Regions from separate parts of the Mus musculus genome. Here region 2 is linked to region 1. The links are chromatin contacts, called in public HiChIP or PLAC-seq maps. All regions are on one chromosome and are shown on one strand. The core of a region is the stretch at or near the end of the contact, and the rest is flanking DNA. Distances in the headings are between cores, read along the strand shown. Region 1 overlaps Uggt1 (UDP-glucose glycoprotein glucosyltransferase 1). Region 2 has its middle 4.0 kb from the start of Gm33401.

The links. HiChIP or PLAC-seq counts read pairs in DNA pulled down with a chosen protein or histone mark.
Region 2: a contact with region 1 is called in a FOXA1 HiChIP or PLAC-seq map of pancreatic cancer cells. The contact joins two enhancer-like sites. A contact is called at or near these places in 1 of 115 datasets of contacts at active chromatin or transcription factors (pancreatic cancer cells) and 3 of 9 other capture datasets (adipose tissue, liver and pancreatic islet).

What each region holds. Positions count from the first base shown.
Region 1 is chr1:36,199,099-36,204,980 of GRCm38.p6, reverse strand. It overlaps Uggt1 (UDP-glucose glycoprotein glucosyltransferase 1), which reads left to right. Exons shown (of 41, transcript NM_198899.2): 10 at 2,103-2,202; 11 at 3,216-3,276. Among named protein-coding and RNA genes, the nearest start is that of Uggt1, 42 kb to the left of the region's middle. Within about 2 kb of position 4,445, at least 31 of the 459 cell types and tissues checked have an H3K27ac peak or open chromatin away from gene starts, as enhancers often do. A contact at or near this core is called in pancreatic cancer cells, where this site is marked.
Region 2 is chr1:36,455,112-36,460,886 of GRCm38.p6, reverse strand. No RefSeq gene overlaps it. Among named protein-coding and RNA genes, the nearest start is that of Gm33401, 4.0 kb to the left of the region's middle. Within about 2 kb of position 3,411, at least 46 of the 459 cell types and tissues checked have an H3K27ac peak or open chromatin away from gene starts, as enhancers often do. A contact at or near this core is called in pancreatic cancer cells, where this site is marked.

The DNA.
Region 1 (5,882 bases), core at 3,196-5,695:
TTGTGTCCTAGGATGTGGTCTGTTTTTGCAAAGCTCCCATGGGCTCATAATAGAACGTGTATTATATTCTCTGGTGTTTATGGAATAGTTTATAATCTGTTAAGATCACTTGATGCATGACACTGTGTAATTCTCTTGCTCCTCTGCTAAGTCTTGTCATTTTGAGAGACTATTATTACTATCATTAGGTTGGTGCTACTCTTTGTCTAAGATTTGTTTATGAAATTGGGGGTGCCAGAATGTCGTGTGTGTATGCTTAGTTACAATGTCCTCTCGGCTCAGTGTCCCTCGAGTAGGGGAATCCCCTCCTGCTTTGGGTTAGTGTAGTCTGGAGTCTCGGAGAGCCGTGGCTGCTTGCTTCTCGGCCCTTCTGTCTGCAGTGCCTCTCCTCATCCTCTCTTGCTGAGATGGTGCCTGTGTTCAAAGCTGATAAAGCTGAGGTGACCTTAGACACAGCACAGACATGGATTTTGCTTTTTCATCCAGTCAGCCGGTCTGCGTCTTTTGATTTCATCCATTCAGCCCGTCTGCGTCTTTTGATTGGGCAATTGAGGCCATTAATATTTAAGGTTACTATTGAAAGGTGTGTGTTGATTGCAATCTTTTTTTCCTCTGAAAGTTTTGTTCTCAGTTGTGCTTTTTGTTTCATTGATTATAGCATCATTTGTTCTTTCTACAGACTTGCAGATATATCATTATTCATCCTTTCAGTCTGACATTACTGCTTGTAGTAGATATTATCTTGAGGGTTGATTTTGTAAATAGGAATTCTTTTAATCCTTTTATGTCACAGACAGTTTTGCTCTCTCCTTCAACCATGGCAGATACTTTTGCTGGACACAGTCGTCTAGCTTGGCATCCAGGGCCTCTTAGAACTTAGTGGGCGTCATTCCAGGGTCTTCTGGCTTTCAAAGCTTCTACTGAGAAGACAGCTGTTACTCTTTCTGTGGGTTTCCCTTTATTTGTCTTGCATTTTTTTCTCTTGTAGCTTTCATACTATGGGAGTGTTTTCTGGTCTTGTCTTTGGTGTTCTATGTACTTCTTATATCCGTGTCTATTTCTCTCCTTAGTTTAGGGAAGTTTTCTTCTATGATCTTATTGAAGATCATCTGGTCTATGCCATTGATCTGGGATTCTTCTCTGTCATCTATGCCTATGATTTGAAGATTCTAGTACCTCAGATTTTAAAGACAGAATGGCTAAGGGAAGAAATGAAATCCTCTGTAAACATAGTACTAGGTAGGCTGCAGTGATACACACACCCCTTTTTGGGATCAGATACATAACTTTACAATACAAGAAATATGTAGCTGTTTTTATGTTCCTCTTTGCATACGTTTTAAAAACCCAAGTGACAGTTTTTAATTTTAGGTTTATATATTTTTTAAAAATAGTGCTGAGGGTTAGATCTAGGCTCTCACATTGGGCATACACACTACCACTGATCTATAACCATGGTCTTGCATGCATTTTACAATTTATTATCATTGTGTTTATGTAGGCTGGTGTGCTATAATGCCCATGTAGTGGTTAGAGGACAGCTTTGTAGAGTTTGGTTTGTCCATCTTTGTTTTGGTTCCAAGAAATTGAACTCAGTCAATGAGGCTTGCATTATATGTAGCAAGCACCTGTACTCACTGAGCCTTCTAGCTGGTCTCCTGTACGCATTTGCACACGTCTTCATTGTGCATCTATAGAATGTTAAAGGCACGGAAGGGCAGAATATATGTGCACTTTTCTTTTCTAAAGGATATTCCAAAATTTTCTCAAGCTATTTCCCCTGAGGTCATTGGGTAAATAATCTTAATGCTCTATTTTATAATACATTGTAAATCTAGACAACAACAGGATTTGGGCTCAAGTTCATCTGCTAGGTGTTAGTTACCACACAGCCTAGGACTTTATGGATGGAGTCATGGACAACGTAGTAAAAGCTCCAGGGTCCACCTGAACGAGGTCTGAGCTAAGCCTGGGACACCGTCGGGAATAGTTCCATTCTATGGCGTCTTCACCCTCAATGGATTGTGGGTAGTGTTGGGGACATTGTCTACCATCATTACCATGGATTCCTGTGCTCTAATGTCACATGTGCCGTTGTGCAGATCTCAGCTTCCAGACTGCTGCCCGAATCTTGGCTGCTTCTGGGGCATTATCTCTGGTGGTGATGAAGGACATTAGTCAGAACTTTCCTACCAAGGCCAGGTATGTGCTAAGGTTTTGGTACATCCCTCTCCTTCACATTGTTCCCTGTTGTTTTCATGTTTGCACAGAACATGATGTGACTAAAATGTAAAAATGCTTGGATGTGAAACCTATTTGTAAGTACTGTTGCGATCAGTGTCTTCTTTCTAACACGTGACAGCTGTTGGCTGTGTGGTTGAAGAGAGAGGGATTTAGATGCTCTTGGCACTGCCCCACTTAGGCCACATCAGCTAATCCACAGTCTGGTCCATACTGCCATTTTTGAATCCTTATGAAGAGGGGCTTTGCCTAGGGCTCAGTGACAGAACACTTGCCTCATGTGCACGGGGCTCCGGGCTTAATCCTCAGTTCTTCTGAAAGGAGGAGGAAGAGAGAAGAGGGATTCAGGGTCCTGACTTAGAAACAGACTCAGGGAGACTGACTTGTTCATAGTAACAGAATGAATTTCCTGACATTGCTGTCTATTCTGTAGTGTTAATCTCTGACTATGAATGTGAGGCAAAATTGTCTAAAAGCCAAATTCTTAGAAACTTTTCCAGATGTTGTCTTAAATAACTAAGGTTAAATTCTTGGCTAAGAGTTTCCTAAGTAAGCCCCTTTTTCACCGTGGAGTGCCTATGGAAGATTTCTTAAGCCATTACGCTTAAAGCCATTATGCTTAAAGCCATTACGCTTCTGGAAGACACACAGGGTTCAGCCTCCACGAGAGGATTTAATAGGACTAGCAGTCAGCCGGAGTACGTTTCTGCTGGCTAGTTATCTGAGCAGCAAATGTCACATCAGGAGTAGGGCCACACAGTCAAGAAATCGGAAGCCACCAGACTTGTCACGTCCTGCCACCATGCGGCATCTGCAGGGTGAACACGTTTGCCAGTTCTGCAGCTGTGAGGTTTACTTAGTTCTTATTTTTATAATTTATTGAGTCATATGGTTCATGTCTAAAAACAGGAAAACTGAAGACCTTTATATGGAATGCTAAGCTAAACACTGATCACACTTTTATCCTTTTTTAGAGCAATAACGAAAACGGCTGTGAGCGCGCAGCTTAGAGCGGAAGTGGAAGAGAACCAGAAGGTATTGCTGACTGTTAGAAAGTACTCCACTGTTGTAGAAGACACTCCTGGGCTGTAGCTTTAAAAAATGGAGAGACTTGAATTAAGTTCGTAGCATTTAGTAGTATTCCTCTTAGTAATACTATTATCATACAGTACTTTTTATCAGATTTGTAGCATTTTGTTTAGGAGAGGCTCCTGACTGGAGGTTGGGGGTGCGGTCAACAGGGAGTGTGGGCCTCCTAAGTCTTTAAGCCTTTCGTTCCTGCCTTTGGTGCATTCCACGTGGAAGCTGGGCTCTTGTCCTCCTTTCCTGTCAGCCCCACATGTAGTTCCTGGAGGCTGCCAGGATGCTCACTGCTCCCTCCTATCCCTTTGTTCCAGAATCCATCCATTGGCCTAGAGCTGTGGGTGTGTTCAGCTTATCCATCTATCTACCTGTCTGTCTGTCCATCCATCCGTCATCCATCCATCCATCCATCCATCCATCCATCCATCCATCCATCCATTCACTTACGGTTTTTCAAGACAGGGCTTCTGTGTTCCTGATGGTCTTAGAACTCTGTAGATCAGGTTGGCCCTGAGATTGACCTCCCTCTGCCTCCCAAGTGCTGAGATTAAAGGCGTGCGCCACCACACCTGGCCTCAATTAGCCGCTTTTACCCCTAGATTTCATTATGGGTAGGACGTTAGTTAATTAAGTAGATTTGAGAAAGAAAGAAACCAAATACTTCACACATATTTACTAAATTAAAAACATCACCATGGGTGGTGGTAACTACACCTGCAACCTCCAAGTGTGAGAGTAGAGGTAGGAGAACTGGAACTTCTTGGTCCATCCATTCGTGGCTATGTAGTGAGTTTGAAGCCAGCTTGGGGCACATCAGTCTCTGTTTCAAAAAAACAAAAAACAAATAAAAACACTCAATTTAGTAATTGCATGTACATTTATTTTCCAGAATAGCAGTGTTAACTATACCTTTGAATTTACGATCCCCTGTTTACTGCACTAAGGGTGGTGGGGTCTGGGAGAATAAAGCCTGAAAATGAAGTGGACTAAAGTCTCATGCTAAGCCAGCCTTACTCAGAGTGTCAGACAGTTTGTACTCTCAGGGTTAAGAAGAGTCACAGAGTAAAGTATCCAGTCCTAAGGGCAAACCACATGCGGCAAAGCCATGTTTTTCTAGAGAGGTGAGTAAACAAATAACAATAGCCAGCTGTATTGAGCAGCCTGACGTGACTCACCCCTATCCACCACACCTCAGAGGAGCACAGAAACAAGGACAATTCTGTATTTTCGAAGGAACGGAGGTCACAAGACTCTTGTTTTGTTTTCTTAGAGTTTTCTCACAAGCACTTGGAATTTCCCTCACATGACTCCATTCATTCTTGGTCCATGTTCTGACAGTTCCACATGCCAGGGAGGCAGAATATTAACTTATGTGAGCTATATTGGTATTTCTTGGATTTTTAATGTTTTTGAGTAAAGCATGTTATTTAAAAATGCTTAAATACATGCACACAAAATTCTTAAAGATGAAACACAAGTGTGCATGAAATCTTAAATCCAGTGTGATGAGTTTTCTCACTGTGAAATCTCCTCTGTGTTTCAGATCTTGATCTACATTGGGTTGTATGTACAAGCTCAGAATTAGTCTTTCTTACCATCTCAGAGGCCCAAGCGAGCAGATTTGAAACTGTCCTGTGGAGAAAATTCCAATTCTTTTCTATTTTATTTTAAGTGTGTCTGTGTGCGTGCGTGTGTGCGTGCACATATAAGTATATCATGGCTCACTATTGAGGTCAGAGGACACTTTGAGGAGACATTCTTGTCTTTTCCCTTGCTGAGGCAGGCTCTACTTGTTTCTGACGCTGTACTGTATGCTCCAGGCTGGTTGTGCTGTAGGCTGGGTTAACAGATGTATGTACACTGCCACGTCTGGTGTCTCACATGCACTCTGGGAAATGACTTGAGCTGGCTTGAAGGCTAGTGCTTCTGCCTGCCTGCCCTTCCCTGGTTTGGAATTCCAGTCCTTAGCTGCTTCAGCTTTCCATCATTTCTGTGGTTTTGTTGTTTTTGTTTTTAAGCAAATTTTGTTGTAGTTCATATTTAAAACCTTTTATGTTTTTTTTTGAGGTTATAATATAATTACATCTTTCTTTCTCTTCCTTCCCCCTCCCCCTCTTTATTCTTTCAGATATATAGCCTCTTTTGTCATTGCTGTATATGTAGATGTGTGTTTTCTATATTTTTGTGTTCTCATATTGTTTTCTGATTGATGCTGCCGTGTCTGTGAAGCATGAGACACAACAGCTTCTCACTGTTTGGTTTTCCCATGCAGTGCTAGAATTCAGAAGTATACCTTTTCCTAGTCCTCTGAGTACTGGAAAGTGAAGGTGTTCTCAGAGTTCATCCAAAATTCTGTTGTTGGTATCTGGTAACTCCTTTTGCACGGCACTCTACTGTCTAGCAATATTGTATCACTGTACTGTCTCGTGTACTGTACCTCTGTCCTGTCTAGAGAACTGTATCACTGAACTGTCTAGAGAACTGAATCACTGCACTGTCTAGAGTACTGCACCACTGCACTGTCTAGAGTACTGCACCGCTGCACTGTCTAGAGTACT
Region 2 (5,775 bases), core at 2,162-4,661, 260 kb before region 1:
GGCCGAGCAAGCCATGAGGAGCAAGCCAGTAAGCAGCATCCCTCCATGGCTTCTGCAGCAGCAACTGCCTCTAGGCTCCTGCCTGGCTTGAATTCCTATCCTGACTTCCTTTGATGATGATTTGTGATGTGGAAGTATAAGCCATTTGAACCCTTTCCTCCCCAGGTACCTTTTGGTCATGGTGTTTCACCACAGTAATAGTAACCCTGAGATGCACAGCAACGCCACAATCCACATGTGGCAATCTATCACCTTGGGCAAATCAATAAGGCAAGTTCTGATTGTGTCCCTGCCCCACTCAGAAATCAGAACATGAGATCTTCAGTCCCAGGTGTCCAGATTTCAAGTTTATCTAAATGCTTGCCACCACAAAAGCTCCTTGGAGAGCCTGCAGTGAGTGGCTGGGATTGCTGAGCCTATAGGGCTTTTACACTAGAGCATTGAATTAGATCCACTTTCTATCCTAATTGAAATTCTTGGCTGTACAGTCCTTCCTGGGGCTATGGTTTGGGTGCGTCTCCTTGAATTCATGTGCTGGCAATTCAATCCTCAAAGTCTTGTGTCGGTGCCGCCTGGGAGTGGAGACTTGGAGAACGAATTTGGATTAGGTAAAGTCACTAGAAGGAGGGCATCATGGCTTGGCAAGAAGAAGAGAGGACCTGGCTGTCTACCACGTTGTGATGCAGCACACAGTTTCCACAGTCTCTTGGCTTTTGCAGACACCAGAACCATGAGTCCAGTGAACCTGTCTTCCTTGTAAATTAACCGGTCTCAAGGGTTTTGCTATAGGAACAAGTGAGCCAAGGTTTTAGTCAGTGTGTGTGTATGTGTGTGTGTGTGTGTGTGTGTGTGTGGTGTTGCGTGGAAAGGAACATAGACTCCCCCTCCCTGCCTCTTTTCCAGGCCCTAAAGTCTCCAGTTTGGGGATCTTTTAGGGACAGGAAGAGAAGGTGAGTAATTATTTATTTTTACTTATCTTCCACCATGTAACTCTTCTCCCTCACTCCACTTTTTAGCTGTCACTGCTTCGGTAGAAAAACTTGTGTCCAGATTTTGGGTTATTGTTTCCCTTGCTGTCTTGGGACAAGATCTTACTATGTAGTCCTGACAGGCCTGGAACTCACTATGTAACCCAGGCTGGCCTTGAATTTGGGATCATCCTCTGCTTCCTGAGTGCTGGGATCACAGGTGGGCCCAGGCTGGGCAGATCATGGATTCTTCAAATGCAGTTATTTACATTTGTGTGCATATAAGCCTATGCCAGGCATGGTGCATATATAGAAGTCAAAGGACAAGTTGCTAGAGTCAGTTCTCTCCTTCCGCCATGTGGGTCTTAAGGATGGAAATCAGGTCAGCAGGCTTGGTGGCTGTCTTAGGGTTTTACAGCTGTGAACAGACACCATGACTAAGGCAACTCTTATAAGGACAACATTTGATTGGGGCTGGCTTACAGGTTCAGAGGTTCAGTCCATTATCATCAAGGAAGGAACATGAGAGCCTCCAGGCAGACATAGTACAGGAGGAGCTGAGAGTTCTACATTTTCATTTGAAGGCTGCTAGCAGAATACTGGCTTCCATGCAGCTAAGATGAGGGTCTTAAAGCCTATACCCACAGGGACACACCTACTCCAACAAGATCACACCTACTTCAACAAGACCACACCCACTCCAACAAGGCCACACCTCCTACTAGTGCCACTCCAAGCACATATATACAAATCACCACAGTGGCAAACATTTTTTGCCTACTCGGCCATCTTGCCAGCCTTGAACATGGATTGGTATTGTGGCAGGCTCAGCTCAGTCCTGTCACATGCCTACTGCCAACTTTGCCTTTCAGTGACTCTTGCGTTGTACAGGGATTTTCTTGGAGTGGAAATGCTCCTCCCTTGCAGGATGAGGGAGGCTCATTAAGACTCAGGAACTGAACTAAAATTCCAAGTCTCAAGATGCCCTGGAATGGGGCTGGCGAGATGGCTCAGTGGGTAAGAGCACTGACTGTTCTTCTGAAGGTCCTGAGTTCAAATCCCAGCAACCACTATGGGTGGCTCAAAACCACCTGTAGTGAGATCTGACGCTCTCTTCTGGTTTGTCTGAAAACATCTAAAGTGTACTTATTTATAATAATAATTACATCTTTGTTCTGCCTGAGCAAGCAGGACCGATCTGAGCGGGATTGACTGGAGCGATCAGAGGTCCTAAATTCAATTCCCAACAACCACTTGAAGGCTCACAACCATCTGCAATCTATACAGCTACAGTGTACTCATACACATAAAATATATAAATAAATCAGCTACAGTGTGCTCATATACATAAAATTTAAAAAAAAGATGTCCTGAAACAGGATTCCCAAAGACCTTCCCCAAGGTTTTGATGCAAGAGTGCCAGTTGCCAGGGAGAGGAGACTCTCTGCACCCTGCTGAGCTGCCTGCTTTTGCAAGCCTTGAGGGAGAAAATAAGGATGCAGCCTCTCTGAGTTATCACCCTTGCTGGAGTGGGCTTCTCAGGGATGACACTGCCTCCACGGCATCTGTGCTTCTACAAATGATCCATCACCCATCTCCTCATAAGTACACCCTGCAAACCCACTGGCTCTCAGAGCTAGGTTTGGATGGATCGCTTCTTTGGTTTGTGACCAGTGCTCTATCTGGAATGAACAGACAGATGCTGGTTCCTGTTTACCCAGGAAAAGCCGTATAACGTGTTGGCACGCAAGCATCCTTTTTGGACTAGTCTCCCTATGGTTACAGTATAGACCATCCATCACCAACCTCCCTCTTTACTCCAAGTCTTTCTCCACTTCCCATCCTCCTGCTATGGTGGTACCAGGGTAGAGCAGAGCGTTAAGTTCTCTGCCTAAGGAGGGAGTCTATGGTGGCAGGAAGCTCTCTCTCTCTCTCTCTCTCTCTCTCTCTCTTTCTCTCTCTCTTTCTTGGATCATCCCACCACTTGACTGTGAGAAGTATGTTAGTTATTTTTTGCTACATAACATATCCCCTCCCTGCCCCCCTCCAAGCTGAGTGGCTCAAAACAGTAAACATTTACTAAGCCATAATTCCCAAGCCACAGGAATTAAGGACTCGTTTATCTGGGTGGTTCTGGCTCACACGCTGTACTCTGTGTTGTCTGGGACTGCAGTCATCTGAATGCTTGATCAGGAGCTGAGAAATCCACTCCCCAGTTCCTATCCGTGGCCATTGGCAGGGGGCTGTAGGTTTGTGTTATCTGGGGCTACTCACAGCATGGTAACCGGCTTTCCCCAGAATAAGTAAATCAAGGAAGTGGGGGGAGGGGCCTGGACGAGGTGCATTTTTGTGACCTCGACTTACAAAGCTACAAACCACCTCTTATTTCCTGTGAAATTCCTAGTCTATTGGTCATACAGGCAGACTCTGATATTCCATATAAAGACTGTAAATCTGAAAACAGCCATGAGGAGTCTGGCTCTCACGGGACTTACCCTTTACTGAATGCCATGGTTTAAGTCTTTCTGTTTGACTGATTGGGTTTCCGCTTACTTTTCTGAGACAGGGTCTCCCTAAGCTGGGCTATCCGGAAACTCACTATGTAGGCCAGACTGCCCTCAAACTCACAGGGATCCTCCTGCCTCTGCTTTCCGAATGCTGGGACTAAAGGCAGGCCAACACCACCTCTGGGCTCACATTTTGAATTTGGTGGTACCATTGTAACGGCTCTGGGGCCTTTACGAGGTGGAACCTGCCTGGTGGCAGTCAGTCACGAAGGCCGGCCTTTGAAGAAGGTTCTATCAGACTCTGGTTCCAGCTTCCTGTCTGCACCCTGCGCATAGCAGCCAGCCCACATTTCTGCTGCGGTGCCTTCCCCATCATGATGGACAGAGACAGATCCTTCCTCCATTAAACTGTCAGATACTCTGCCACAGCAATGGAAAAGTAACCAAGGACCAACCCTCCTGGGAGTCTTCCCCCTGGGATTCTAGTAGCTTCCTTTTAAAGGCTGGAAACGTGGCTTTACTAGACCAACTGTTCTCTGCTTAGGGGCTCAATAGACAGAGAAGCCTAGAACCACCAGTACTCCCCCTGGTAGTGTCTCCTTTGTCTTCTTTCTGTGCTGAGGACTGAATCTAGAGGACTGCATCACAGGGAAGCAGCCTAGCACCTTGCTAGTCCAGTTCTTTTCTTACGTAAAAAATTTGTTGTTGTTGTTGTTGTTGTATGTATGTTGTATGTATGTTGTTGTATGTATGATGTATGTCTATGGTGTCTGTGCACACATATATGTAGTGGGGGGTGGGGCAGAAGAGGACACTAGCTGTCCTGCTTTATCTCCCCCTGCCTTACTTCTTGAGACAGGGTCTTTCACTGTACCTAGCTAGCTAGGCTGACAACCAGCAGGCCCCAGTAAGCAGTCCTCCAATGTCCACTCCTCCACAGCACCAGGTTACAGGCATGCACGGCCACTGATGGCTTTTAATAGAGATGCTGGAAGTTTTAAGTTAGGTCCTCATGTTTGTATAGCAAGCACTCTTACCTACTGAGACATCTCCCCAACCTTCATCATCATCATCACCACCACCACCATCATCTTGAGATAGGGTCTCTTCAGCTGGGAACCCCCTATGTAGCTAGGGGCTGGTCTCCAATTCATAACCATTCTACCTCAGCCTTCCAAGTGCTGAGACTCCAAATCCCCACCACCACCATGTGTACTACCACACTCAGCTCTTCCCATAGTTCTCCTTCTATAGGACAACTCTATTTTTCCAGTTGCCATAGCAAAATCTCCTGGGCTTATGCTTCCCTGTTCTCTTCCTATCACATCTCTGTCTGTCTCGTCAACAAACCACACTGGCTATCCATTGAAAGTCCGGTCATCACATCCCATCCCAGGACCTTTGGAGGACACCGAAATCCACGGATGTGTATTCTCCTAGATCCTCTCCTCACCCTTCTCTTCTCTGAAGCTCTGGTATCAAACAGAGCCTCCTGCATGCTACAAAAGTATCCCACTATTGAGTCAATGTGTCCAACCCCCTCCTCACTGACCATAAAGCATCTCTGAAATATTTGACATCTAACATGGTGTCAATTCTGTGTTAACAGCTGTATATGGGATGGTCACAAGATAAGTCTGTACACACGTAGTTCAGATGCTATGTATATATTTACCCATATTAAGGATTGCATCTAGTGCCTCCTACCTACCAAGCAAGTGCTCCTCCATTGAACTCTAACCCCAGGGCCACCCTGCCCATCTTACCCCTTTTTACTAGCCCAGATTGGTTTGAAATTGCCTGCTGGTGGCCCAGGCAAACCTTGAACTTGCAACCATCCTGTCTTAGCAAATGGGATTACAGGTCTGTGCCGCCATGGCCAGATGCAGGAAATTTTTTTATTCTAAATTTTATTTTATGTGTGTGGCTGTTTTGCCGGCGTGTGTCATGTGCACCAGAAAGGCCAGAAGGAGGTGTTAAAACCCCTGAAACTAGAGTTGCTGACCGTTGTGAGCAGCCTTGCAAGTGTTGGGAATAGAACCTGGTTCCCTTGAAAAGCAGACTCTGTGTGTGTGTGTGTGTGTGTATTCATGTGTGTATGTGTGTGCACATATATGTATATATATATATATATATATGTGTGTGTGTGTGTGTGTGTGTGTGTATGTGTGTGCATATGTGTATGCACATGTGTGTGTCTGGGTATGTGCATGTACCATGGCACATGCACAGAAATTAGAGGACAACCTTTGGACTCAGCTCTTTCCTTTCACCGTGTGGGTCTTGGGGCTCAAGCTCGG